Regions from separate parts of the Sus scrofa genome. Here regions 2, 3 and 4 are each linked to region 1. The links are chromatin contacts, called in public Hi-C maps. All regions are on one chromosome and are shown on one strand. The core of a region is the stretch at or near the end of the contact, and the rest is flanking DNA. Distances in the headings are between cores, read along the strand shown. Region 1 holds the start of GPRC5B (G-protein coupled receptor family C group 5 member B). Region 2 overlaps C3H16orf62 (UPF0505 protein C16orf62 homolog). Region 3 overlaps C3H16orf62 (UPF0505 protein C16orf62 homolog). Region 4 holds the start of IQCK (IQ domain-containing protein K).

The links. Hi-C and Micro-C count contacts between places; a contact is called where the count stands out from the background.
Region 2: a Hi-C map of alveolar macrophages shows a contact between it and region 1, with 3 times the contacts expected there. The contact joins the enhancer-like site here to the promoter of GPRC5B in region 1. A contact is called at or near these places in 1 of 5 promoter capture datasets (liver), 22 of 47 Hi-C or Micro-C datasets (alveolar macrophages, blood, brain and 13 more) and 1 of 2 datasets of contacts at active chromatin or transcription factors (skeletal muscle).
Region 3: a contact with region 1 is called in a Hi-C map of brain, with 11 times the contacts expected there. The contact joins the enhancer-like site here to the promoter of GPRC5B in region 1. A contact is called at or near these places in 1 of 5 promoter capture datasets (liver), 15 of 47 Hi-C or Micro-C datasets (brain, embryonic fibroblasts, epiblast stem cells and 9 more) and 1 of 2 datasets of contacts at active chromatin or transcription factors (skeletal muscle).
Region 4: a Hi-C map of embryonic fibroblasts shows a contact between it and region 1, with 2.4 times the contacts expected there. The contact joins the promoter of IQCK here to the promoter of GPRC5B in region 1. A contact is called at or near these places in 11 of 47 Hi-C or Micro-C datasets (brain, embryonic fibroblasts, epiblast stem cells and 6 more) and 1 of 2 datasets of contacts at active chromatin or transcription factors (skeletal muscle).

What each region holds. Positions count from the first base shown.
Region 1 is chr3:25,869,026-25,871,711 of Sscrofa11.1, forward strand. GPRC5B (G-protein coupled receptor family C group 5 member B) reads left to right here and starts at 1,344. Exons shown (of 4, transcript XM_021086531.1): 1 at 1,344-1,530.
Region 2 is chr3:26,121,877-26,124,562 of Sscrofa11.1, forward strand. The region is part of intron 8 of C3H16orf62 (UPF0505 protein C16orf62 homolog); the gene reads right to left. Among named protein-coding and RNA genes, the nearest start is that of C3H16orf62, 34 kb to the right of the region's middle. Within about 2 kb of position 1,350, at least 2 of the 83 cell types and tissues checked have an H3K27ac peak or open chromatin away from gene starts, as enhancers often do. A contact at or near this core is called in alveolar macrophages, where this site is marked.
Region 3 is chr3:26,105,792-26,108,477 of Sscrofa11.1, forward strand. C3H16orf62 (UPF0505 protein C16orf62 homolog) reads right to left here. Exons shown (of 31, transcript XM_021086527.1): 12 at 1,853-1,946. Among named protein-coding and RNA genes, the nearest start is that of C3H16orf62, 50 kb to the right of the region's middle. Within about 2 kb of position 1,365, at least 14 of the 83 cell types and tissues checked have an H3K27ac peak or open chromatin away from gene starts, as enhancers often do. A contact at or near this core is called in brain and omental adipose tissue, where this site is marked.
Region 4 is chr3:26,020,782-26,023,467 of Sscrofa11.1, forward strand. It overlaps IQCK (IQ domain-containing protein K), which reads right to left and starts at 1,342. Exons shown (of 10, transcript XM_021086532.1): 1 at 1,097-1,342. The coding sequence starts at 1,280. It overlaps KNOP1 (lysine-rich nucleolar protein 1), which reads left to right and starts at 1,334. Exons shown (of 5, transcript XM_021086529.1): 1 at 1,334-1,429.

The sequences.
Region 1 (2,686 bases), core at 94-2,593:
TACTCAGGATTACAGAAGGAAAGAAAGGAATCTCGGCGTCAGTTCCACTAGACACCACAAGGGGGCGGTACCCATCCATGTTCCAGTTTTCCAGTTCCCGGACTCTGAGGAGGGGTCGTCTCGCAAATGTCTAAAGATCGTCTCCTGAGTGCCAGACCCTATTCCAGGCGCTGAGGATACGTCAGCCAATAAAACCGGGAATTTTTTGGTTTCGTGGTACTTCTCCATTTTTCCTTAAACTTAAGATGAGTTGTTTGGAAAGATGCAGGTCCGAATGGTACGTCGCCTGACCATAGAAAACCGCCTTGGCCTGGCCGCAGGCTCGAAGGTAGGGATGCGAATATCTGAAAGGTCAGTGCTCCCCAAAGATCAGGGTCTGCAGCTGTCCCCAGAAGGGAGTGTTATTCGGCAACCCACCTTCCTGCGTACCTCCCCCTGTTGTGTCTTGTAGGGCCAAGATGGGGGGGTGGGGTGGGGGCGTCTTATCCACAGCACAGAGGGGTCCTCAAAGTTCTGGGGACTTTGGAAGGAAGACCTGGGGAAGCTGGTCTGAAGCTGGAGAGCAGCTCCCAGGCCGGGTAGGCTCATGCTGACCTCGGACAGGAGCCAGACTCTGTGTCGAGGTCCCAGCCGCCCTGAACCACTTTCTTCGAGCAGGTCCCGTGGCTACCCCATGGGCGCGCGTCCCTCCTGTGCCCTGAGCGTCTGCGGAGTGCCAGGTGTGTGCGCAGGGAGATCGTGGACGAATGCGTGTGATGTGTGTGGCGGCGGTGGTGGGATCCTGAGCATGGACCCATGTGAGGAGTACTCCGTGGACGTTCGAGTATGTTTGGGGGCGGCCAAGGACGCGGGTGTAGGGCTCAGGATACGTGAAGGGACAAGAGTCCTTTGGGAGGGGCGAGGATTTAGAGTGTGCCCAGGCGGGAAGGGGCTGCCTGGTTGGATACTGGGGCATTTGTGACTTTGGAAGGAGCGCGGCGGAATCCTCTCTGCGCCCCGGCTCTTGCTGGGATATAGTGGGGAAGTCTCTGTTTAGGAAGCCACGTAGGAGAATGTGCTGAGCTGGGGGGCTCCGTGTGTGTGTTTCCGCAAGTACATCAACCTGCGGATGTGTCCGGCATGTCCAGACTGCTTATGGGCGCACTGTGGATATGCAGGGAGTATTCTCGAATCGGGGACGCTGCAGGGGGCTCGTCTCACAGCGCCGCCGGCCAAGAGCGAGGAGCTTGAGCGGAATTCAACTGGGAACAAGCAGCCCTGCGGCGGCCCCGCCGGGGGCGGGGCTCGGAGGCTCCGGGGGGCGGAGCTCCAGGGGGCGGGCCGGCTGGAGGGGCGGGGTCGTGGCGGCTGCAGCTGCGCTGGCCGGGCCAGGGGGCGCCTCGCGCGGCAGCGGCTCCTGAGTGCGATGCAGTGAGGCCGGACAGGCTGGCGGGCGGGCGCGCGCGGGGCTGGGGCCACGGCGGCGCTGCAGAGATGTGACTAGAGCCGAGGGCCAGCGGGAGCGTCGGCGCTTCGGGGCCGCGGGGGTCGGTGAGTGCGAGCGGCGCGGGTGGGGTGGAGGCGCTGCGGGGACCCCAGAAACTTTTCCCGCCCGGACTTGGGAGGGTTGAGGTGAGGTCTGCTTCTGTGCTAAGGCCCCCCAAGGGGTTAATCTGCTGGGTGAGATGGGGGATTGGAGGGGGGGACTACAGTGCCAAGAGAGAGAGGAGCCGCAGAGGGTGGGGTGGGGGGTTGGGACCTTTCGGGGGGAGGGGTGTACCCGGACCGGGAGGAGATCCAAGTCCCTGAGGAGGGTCCTGGGGCCACCAGAGGCAAAGGTCAACTGGGAATGTAAAGGAGCCCAGCCGTGCCCGGGTGATTTGTGAGGGCAGCCGCGGGCAGGTTTGGGGGCTGCGTGGCAAGCCGGTGGGCCCTGACCACACGCAGGGCAGACGGAGCTGGGGGCACAGGGGCCGAGCTTTGGGGTTGAGCTGCCGCACCTGCCGCAGGGGCTAGGGGCCAAGCTCCCAGCCGGCCGTGGCTGCGCACTACGGGACCAAGAGGGGGACACTGCAGGCCAAAAGAGGCAGAGCTGAGACCTGGGACCGGGGGACAATTGAGGGGCAGCTGCATACAATGGCGGGGGAGAGGGGTCGGCTAGCTTTTCTGTTCCAGCCTGGCTAGAGGTGAGCCAGCCCAGTGCTGCATCCCCACCCCTTGGCGGACACGGGGTTCCAGTCCTCTGCATCCCAGGTTCCTTACTGCTTGCACCCGCCTTGGCGGGCTGGGGGTGGGGTGGGAGGGAGCTGGTTAACTAGCCAGGGAGGGGGGTGCCGACCTTGCTCCGGAGGAGGACTCTAGCACAGCCGGAAGGTTCTTTCCCTAGCTCTGTCACTCCCAGGCCTCGCCAATACCACCTCCCACCCCCCACTCCGCAACTTGTCCCCAGTTCGCTAAGGGGCGGCTCCTTGGAGCGCGGACAAAGGCCCCTGGAGCGTGGCGGGCAGCGGCGTCCCCGCCTGGGGCCCCGGGCCACGCGCCACATTGGCTGCTCAACTGCACCAGGTTGGGGGGGGGCACCTGAGCAAAGAGAGCCCTGGAGGAACTGGGGATCCTTGCAAAGACTAGAGAAGTAGGGGAGGGACCTGGCACAAAAGCCTTGGAACTTCAGCGGAGGAATCTTGATTCGGAAGTTTCCCCAGGGGTG
Region 2 (2,686 bases), core at 100-2,599, 250 kb after region 1:
TTTTGCTTTTTTAGGGCCGCACCCACAGCATATGAAGGTTCCCAGGCTACAGATCAATTGGAGCTGCAGCTGCCAGTCTACACAACGACCACGGCCATGGCCACAGCAACACCAGATCTGAGTGGTTTCTGCAACCTATACCACAGCTCACGGCAAAGACAGATCCTTAACCCACTGAGCGAGGCCAGGGATCAAACCCGCAACCTCAGGTTCCTAGTCAGATTCGTTTCCGATGCGCCACCACAGGAACTCCCACTTTGTTTTTAAAAGGTGAAAACTCCTCACAAGCCCTAAAGCATCCCCACGTGTCCTGGAGCACCTGCACACAGGCTGCCTCGCAGTCCTGGGAAGAGCTACCTGCATCGGATCCAGACCTGGGCAGCCCTAAGAGCGCTATGAGTGTGCCCACTGTTCAAAATTTTACACGGCTGCAGAAGGAAATGAATGATGTTTCTCTCTCAGCCTGTCCCACCCAGATCACAGCCCCAGCCACTGTCTGAGGGTCCCACTCTTGATAGTTTCTTGCGTATCTTTCCAATGTTTCTTTAGGCAAATACATGTGAATACAACTGAGTATATGATTTCTTGCCTCCTTTTTTACACAAAATAGGACATCCTCTACAGCGATCTTGCACCTTGAGCTTTTCACGTGATGACATACCCCAGGGATCCTTCTGCATGGGACCCCGGGCCATCCTCACTCTTTCTCAGAGGCCTCCTAGTTCTCCAACATGCTGTCATCTGTTTCATTGCTCCCCTATGGACGGTCACTCAGGTTGCTGAGATGAATTCTCAGAGGTGAAGTTGATGGGTCAGAGGTACTGACATTTGCAGTTTTCATGGAAAGAAGTTCCCCCATGAGCCAAGTTCAACAGCAATAAAGCAGGTGCTTTGCCTGCAGAGAGAGAACTCAACGAGTTCCAGCTCCACCCCTCACTACCCTGGGGACCCGGGCAAGCTGCTTTACTTCCTGTGCCTCAGGTTCCTCACCTGTGAAAAGGGGGCAAGTACAGACCCTACCTCGTGGAGCCGTGATGAGGTCCGTGTGACTGAAGATCACAGGAGCTCCGAGGACAGAGTCAGGCCCAAGGACATTATTTGCTGGGGGTTTATCCCCGTTAGTCTCAACTCCCAGCCTGGGTCACCGCCGGGACACAGCGAGGATGGCAGGCATCTACACCCGCGCCTGACTGGCTGAGGTGTGCAGAGGCTGGCAGAAGGGATGCCCCCAATTCTCACAAGGCTAACCTCTTGATCCGGCCAGGCTGGCAGACTCATTGGCAGCCCAGAGCTAGGGTCAGTTCTAGGATGCTGACTCATGCAAAACCAACTGGCAGGAGGCTGGCGAGGGAAACCACAAGGCCAGGGTGTTAACTCACCAAGAGAAACAGAACTGTCAGGAGAACCGGCCACAGCCACCAGCCTCCCTCGATGGTTGAAGTCCTCGCCCCCTGGGGGTAGGTGGGGTGTGAGGATTAGCTGAGGCCCAGGTGCTGTGTGACTTGATGTCTATTCTGAGAGCCTCATGCACCATCCACTCGTGATCCCTTCCTGCTTCTCCACCACGTCCCCGGGTCCAGGCCACCCTCATTTTTCACATCGGCCTCCCAACTAGGTCCCTCCCCTGCCCTCAAGCTACAGTCTAGTCTCAACAAGGCAGCCACTGGGAGCCCATTAAAACCCAAATTAGGGAGTTCCTGGCATGTTCATTAGTGGTAACGAACCCAACTAGTCTCCATGAAGATCCAGGTTCGATCCCTGGCCTCGCTCAGTGGGTTGGGGATCCGGTGCGGCCGTGAACTGTGGTGTGGGTCACAGATGAGGCTCGGATCCCACGTTGCCATGGCTGTGGCATAGGCCAGCAGTGTAGCTCGGATTCTATCCCCTAGCCTGGGAATCTCCAAGCCGCAGGTACAGCCATAAAAAGAAAACAAAAAAAAATCAGGACTTGCACCTTCTCTGCTTCCCCCCACCCCCGCCCCGCCATGGCTCCTCACACCCTCAGGGTCAAAGCCCAAGTCCTTATCATGGCCTCTGCGACCCAGCAGGCTCTCTGGCCATGGCAGCTCCTGGGCTACCACCCTCGCCCCCACCCCTGCTCACAACCTTCCAGCCACCCTGCCCTCTCGGTTCTCCTGCCAGGCCTGCTCCCACCCCTGGGGTCTTTGCATCAGCTGTTTCTAGATCCTAACCTGGCCCCACAATGCCAGCATGTGACTCAGCTCTCACCCCCTTCAAGTACTTGCACACACATCAACTTCCCAGGCCTTCTCTGAAAATGCGATTTAAAAGTGCAGCCCCAGCAATCCCGCTCTGGAGCCTCTATCCAGAGAAAACCATGACGCAAAAAGACACATGTACTTCAGTGTTCACAGCAGCACTATACACAATAGCCAAGACATGGAAACAAACCAAATGTCCATCAACAGAGGAGCAGATCAAGAAGATGTGGTACATATACACAATGGAATATTACTCAGCTATTAAAAGGAAAGAGGGGAGTTCCTGTCATGGCTCAGTGGCTAATGAATCCGACTAGGAACCATGAGGTTGCAGGTTCGATCCCTGGCCTTGCTCAGTGGGTTAAGGAATCCAGTGTTGCTGTGAGCTGTGGTATAAGCCAGCGGCTACAGCTCTGATTGGAGCCCTAGCCTGGGAACCTCCCTATGCCGCAGGCACGGCCCTA
Region 3 (2,686 bases), core at 115-2,614, 240 kb after region 1:
TTACATCTTCCCCCGCAGGATCCAGCAGCGTTTTGCACACATTAGGCCATCAGCAAACAATGACGTGGAAGAAGCATTCAAGCTTCAAGATATTCCTAAGCTGAGGCTCTAGGAAACATATCTGATATTCCTGCATGAAAACTTCACGCCAAGTTTCAAACAGATGGCGATGCATAAACACTTTGGCCTCTGTTACTATGAGGGAGCAGGTGCCCTTAGAATGGAAAAGTTCTTTGCTTTCTTTCTCTCCTTCCTCCTTCCCTTCTTTCTTTCTTTCTTCCTCTCTCCATCTCTCTCTCTCTCTGTCTCTCTCTTTCTTTCTCTGCCAGCTACTCACGCTGAGGGCAATGACTGATTTCTTTGTGATGCTGGAGACCACAGGGCTTCTATCACAGGCTGGATGTCATGTAAAAGAAGCAGATCGAAGGTTATGCTCCCTGTCTTCTAATTTCCCAGGATTACTTATTAAGGACCACTAGCCAGGGGTGGAGGGTGGTCTCCAATGGTAGCGTTGTCCTCAAGGAAGAATGGGTTTCATCAGAACCCTCCAGAATGGGGACAATAACCCCTCTCTAAATGATACTGCTGGAACTAGCAAGAGGGACTCCTGCTGAGAGCAGAGAGAGGCGAAGGTCCCATATGACTTAAAGAAAAAAGACCTGTAAATTCTCCCTGGGGTGCACTTTTCATAATTGAAAGTCTTACTTAGCTTTTTTTTTTTGCTCTTTAAGGCCACACCTGCATATGGAGGTTCCCAGGCTAGGGATTGAATCAGAGCTACAGCTACTGACCTATACCACAGCCACAGCAACACGGGATCCAAGCTGAGTCTGTGACCTACACCACAGCTCACGGCAACACCAGATCCTTAACCCACTGAGCGAGGCCAGGGATCAAACCCAAAGCCTCATGGATTCATTTCTCCTGAGCCACGACAGGAACTCCTAGTTTTTTTGTGTATATATATATTTTTTTGATGGCAGAGTAGTATTTAAATTTTTTTATTATAATTGATTTACAATGTCTGTCAATTTCTCGTGTATGCTAAACTGACCCAGTCATACATATATACACATTCTTTTTCTCACATTATCCTCCATCGTGCTACATCACAAGTGATTAGATACATAGTTCCCTGGGCCATGCAGCAGGATCCCACTGCCCATCCACCCCAAATGCAAGAGTTGGCATCTCCTAACCCCAGACTCCCAGTCCATCCCACTCCCTCTCCCTCCCCCCTTGGCAAACACAAGTCTGTCCTCCGTGTCTTACTAGTTTTAAGTAGGAGCTTCACAGGGCTTTAAAGGAGAGAAAGGCTGAGTGATTTACAACCCTCACCCATCGGAGCAGCCCTGCAAAGCCAGGCGACACAGCCCCCACCGCCCGCCGTTGTCGCCAGGAGCGCCTCGCCCTGCCAGGCAGCCCGTGCCAACTCACACGCCGAGCCAACTCTTTAACATAGAGACCAAGAAACCAGTGAGACAAGTGAATTCAAAGACAAAGGGAGAGCAAGTTTCAAGTCAATGAAAAGCAACCTATCAGCCGAAAGGCCTTGGGAGCCTCCCTCCCAGCCAAGAAGGGAGAAACAATTAATTCTGAAAACCAGTTCATTGGTAAGAAGGTGACCTTAAATGCCCCCTAATTAGAGTGACTGCTAAGTGGGTCTACTTTGAAATTAATTTTTAAAAGGAACCCTACCGCTCAGTGGATTTCTGTGGACAAGCTGTGCCCTAAAATTAGCAGCTAATAAAGTCGTTCTTACAGTGACTTGTGAGGCAGCAGGGAGGCAGAAGCATCACCATTCGAGGAGAGGGGACACGGTCACACACGGGAGAGTGGGGATGGTGCTTACCCTGCACAGGTAGGCCCTGGCGTACACCGACACCAGCGGGTCCCCGATCCCCCGGATCATGCAGGTCAGCCTCGGCAGACACTCTGAGATCCCCCTGTTAGAGACGAAAAGACGGCACAGCGTCACATTCCGTGCTGGAACTCCGCTCATTTAGCTTCAAAATAAAAACGAACGGGCGTTCCCGTCGTGGCTCAGCTCTTAACCAACCCGACTAGGATCCATGAGCATGTGGGTTTGATCCCTGACCTCGCTCAGTGGGTTAAGAATCCGGAATCCGGCATTGCCGTGAGCTGCGGTGTAGGTCGCAGCTCGGATCCCACGTTGCTGTGGCTGTGGTGCAGACCGTTGGCTGCAGCTCCAATTGGACCCCAAGCCTGGGAACCTCCACATGCCACGGATGCAGCCCAAAGAAGCAAAAATAAATAAATAAATAAATACACAAACAAAAAAATGAATAAATAAATAAAATAAAAATGAAGCTCAACTTCCTCCACTGAAGGGGGAAAAAAAAAAACAGTTTCAGGAATAAATCAAGGTCAAAGCTTGAGTGTTGGAAGGCTATGTAATGAGAGTCTTTCTCTCGGGACACAATTCATTCTTTGAATGGTTTCTCTTCTCTTTACCATGTGCTCAGTGCTGGGGTCTCGCTACTTTTTTCCTCCTTGAGGTTACATTAGTTTTACTAATTTAATAATTTTTGTCTCCCAATTATTTTCCAGCGACTGGTCGCTCCGTGACCGTGTGGACCCATCTGCCATGTCTGGATTCCCCTGACACTGATTCCCTGCCCTGGGCCCCGCGCTTCCTAGCACGGGACACCCGGCACCTCGGGCC
Region 4 (2,686 bases), core at 92-2,591, 150 kb after region 1:
AGGTACTGAGTTTTTTTTTACACATTGAAGATCTGGGGCAACCCTGTGTCAAGCAAGGTTATTATCATGTTTATAATAATAATTACCATTAGTGTCATTTTCTCAACAGCATTTGCTCACTTTGTGTCTGTCACACTTGGTAATCCCCACAATATTTCAAACTTTTTCATTAATATTATATTTGTCTTGGTGAACTGTGGTCTTTGTTGTTACTACTGCAAAAAAGATGACGCTTTTTTTTTTTAAGCAATAAAGTATTTCCCAACTGAGATGTACAGTGTTCTTTCAGACATGCTATCATACCATACACTTAACAGACTGCAGTATTGTGTAAACACAATTTTTTTTTTTTGCTGGCACCCAGGCATGTGGAGCATCCAGGCCAGGGACTGAACCGACACCACAGTTGCCACCTGGACCACAGCTGCGGCAACGCCGGATCCTTAATCCGCTGCGCCGGAAGGGAACTTAGATATAAACTGAACTTTCATATGCAGTAGGAAAACAAAAAACTCCCGTGCTGGCTTTACCACGGACAGTGGTCTGGAACCCAACCTGCAACATCCCGGTGGTATGCCTCACTGGTCCCATGTCTGTGAAGAGTACTTTGGGCCTCAGGACCAAGGGTACGCAGGGCCCCATAAAAGAGGGTGAGCTAAACTGCGCTTGGGGATTTTAAGGGAGGTGAGAAGTAGAGGAGGGTTAAAGCCAAGTCTGTCTTGGACCACGCTTGCTCAACGTGTGGGCCAGACTGTCTACATGTAAAGCAGGCTGGGAACCTATGTTTTCAACAAGCTCCTCATCAACACCTGCGATTCTTTCTTGTTCACTAAGTGAGACTGGGGCACCAATGGTCCACACCACCTGGTTCCCTTTATCCCGCATTCCCCTGCCTTCGACCGGACTATGGATCCATGCTGGAGGCTGCGAGGCGTAACCTCAGGCAAGCCTCTTGGAGCCTGTCCGCGGGCGCGCGGCGAGGCTGCCTGCAAGGCTGCTGGAAGGTCAGCCTCCTGGCGCACAGAAGGTTCCCAAGACGCGCGGCCCCCAAGGGGCTGCCTGAGTTCCCCCATCTCGGCCGGCCCAGGCTGCCTACCCTCACAGATCTGCTCCCACAGGTTCTTGTTGGGCGGCTCTGCAACCTGCCCCGGCGAGACCGGCAGCTCGAGGGACACGTGGGATACGACCGACACTGGCGTTCTGGCGGTGACGGATGATTCCGCCGAGACGACTCCTTCTGAGCACTGGGCGGTGCGGCCTCCCAACCCGGGCGCCGCCATGGCCGCGGTTTCCACGGCAACCGCGCTCCACGCACGGCCGCGCCCCGGAAGGAGACGTATCTCGCGGGGCCGGCCCCGCGAGTCGAGATTGACTTCCGGGTCACGGCGGCGCGGGCTCTCACGTGGAGGCGGGGAATTTTGGCCCACGGGTGAGTGCCGAGGGCGCGAGGAAGGCGGGGAGGCGCGGGGGCTGGAGACCGAGCCTGAGAACCCGTGCGGCGAGCCGGTGGTCCCGGGAGCGACCTGCACTTCCAGATCCGTGTTCCCTCAGTCTGTGGTGTACGCTTGCCCCGGCCTGAGGCCGCCCCCAGGAAGTTCTCCCGCCTTGGAGCTGGGCTCGGGTCCCAGCGTTAATTCCTCCTTCTGTGTTTGTGCAGAAGCTTGGGCGCGGGGGAGCCTTTGAGGGAGCAGTCTCGCCTCCTGGCTCCCTTGCTTCCTGCTCTTGACTCTGCAGAGGCTCTGAAGTTCTGTGGGCTGGGTTCGAATCCCTATTTTGCTCCTTGCTGGCTTTGGGACCCAGGGCGAGTGAATGAAAGCCTCCAAGTCTCTGTCTCTGAGATGGGTTACTCACACGGATCCTCACGAAGCTACCGCGAGAATTTGAAAGCGCTTTTGGAGAAAGCATTTGTGTTCGCAGGAGACACTGTAAGGTTCCTTTCTTCTTCCCTTGTCCTTGAAGGAGTGGATACATTTGGGATCGCAGGGTCGAAGGGAAGGAATTTCAGTACTAAAGAGGAGGATGCTACCGTGTCCGTTCAGGGATGGGTGAGGAGAGGGTAAAGTTGGTGATGGCCTCCCCTTGGCTTCTTTGTTCTAATCCGATCTCTTGACCATTCCTCCGTTTGAGGCACTCTTGACTCCACCCACTCCAGCTTTGCACCTTCTCCCATTCTTCTGCAGGTCCCTCTTCCTCTGCCCACCCATTTAAATGTTGGCGTTTCCTAAGGTTCAATCTCAGCTAGTTCTATTCAACATATCATCCATATGTTCCTAAATGCATGTCACGCCTGTCAGCCCAGTCACCTCTGAGCCTCAGACCCGCACATCCCCCTGCCCACTGAACATCTCCACATGGAGATCCCAAGGCATCTGTTCCAACCAGCCTCTCTCCTCCAGCCCCCCCCCAAACACCCCCACCTGCAGGTTCTTTGTCTAAGGGATTAGCACCACTGTCTTGCACTTGCCCAAGCCAGAAACGTTTCTTCTACAGCAAGTTTCCCAGAGTAAATGACCTCTCTTCCTCTGACCTTACCACTGGGCTTTTATCACCTGTACTGTCGATGTTAGACACTTCTTCCCATTCATATCTACCTGCTTCTTGATGGAGGTTCATTTCTTGTTCATCTCTGTGTTTCTAGCATTTGTTCCTTCATTCAGTATTTATGGAGCCCTTTCTCTGTGCCAGG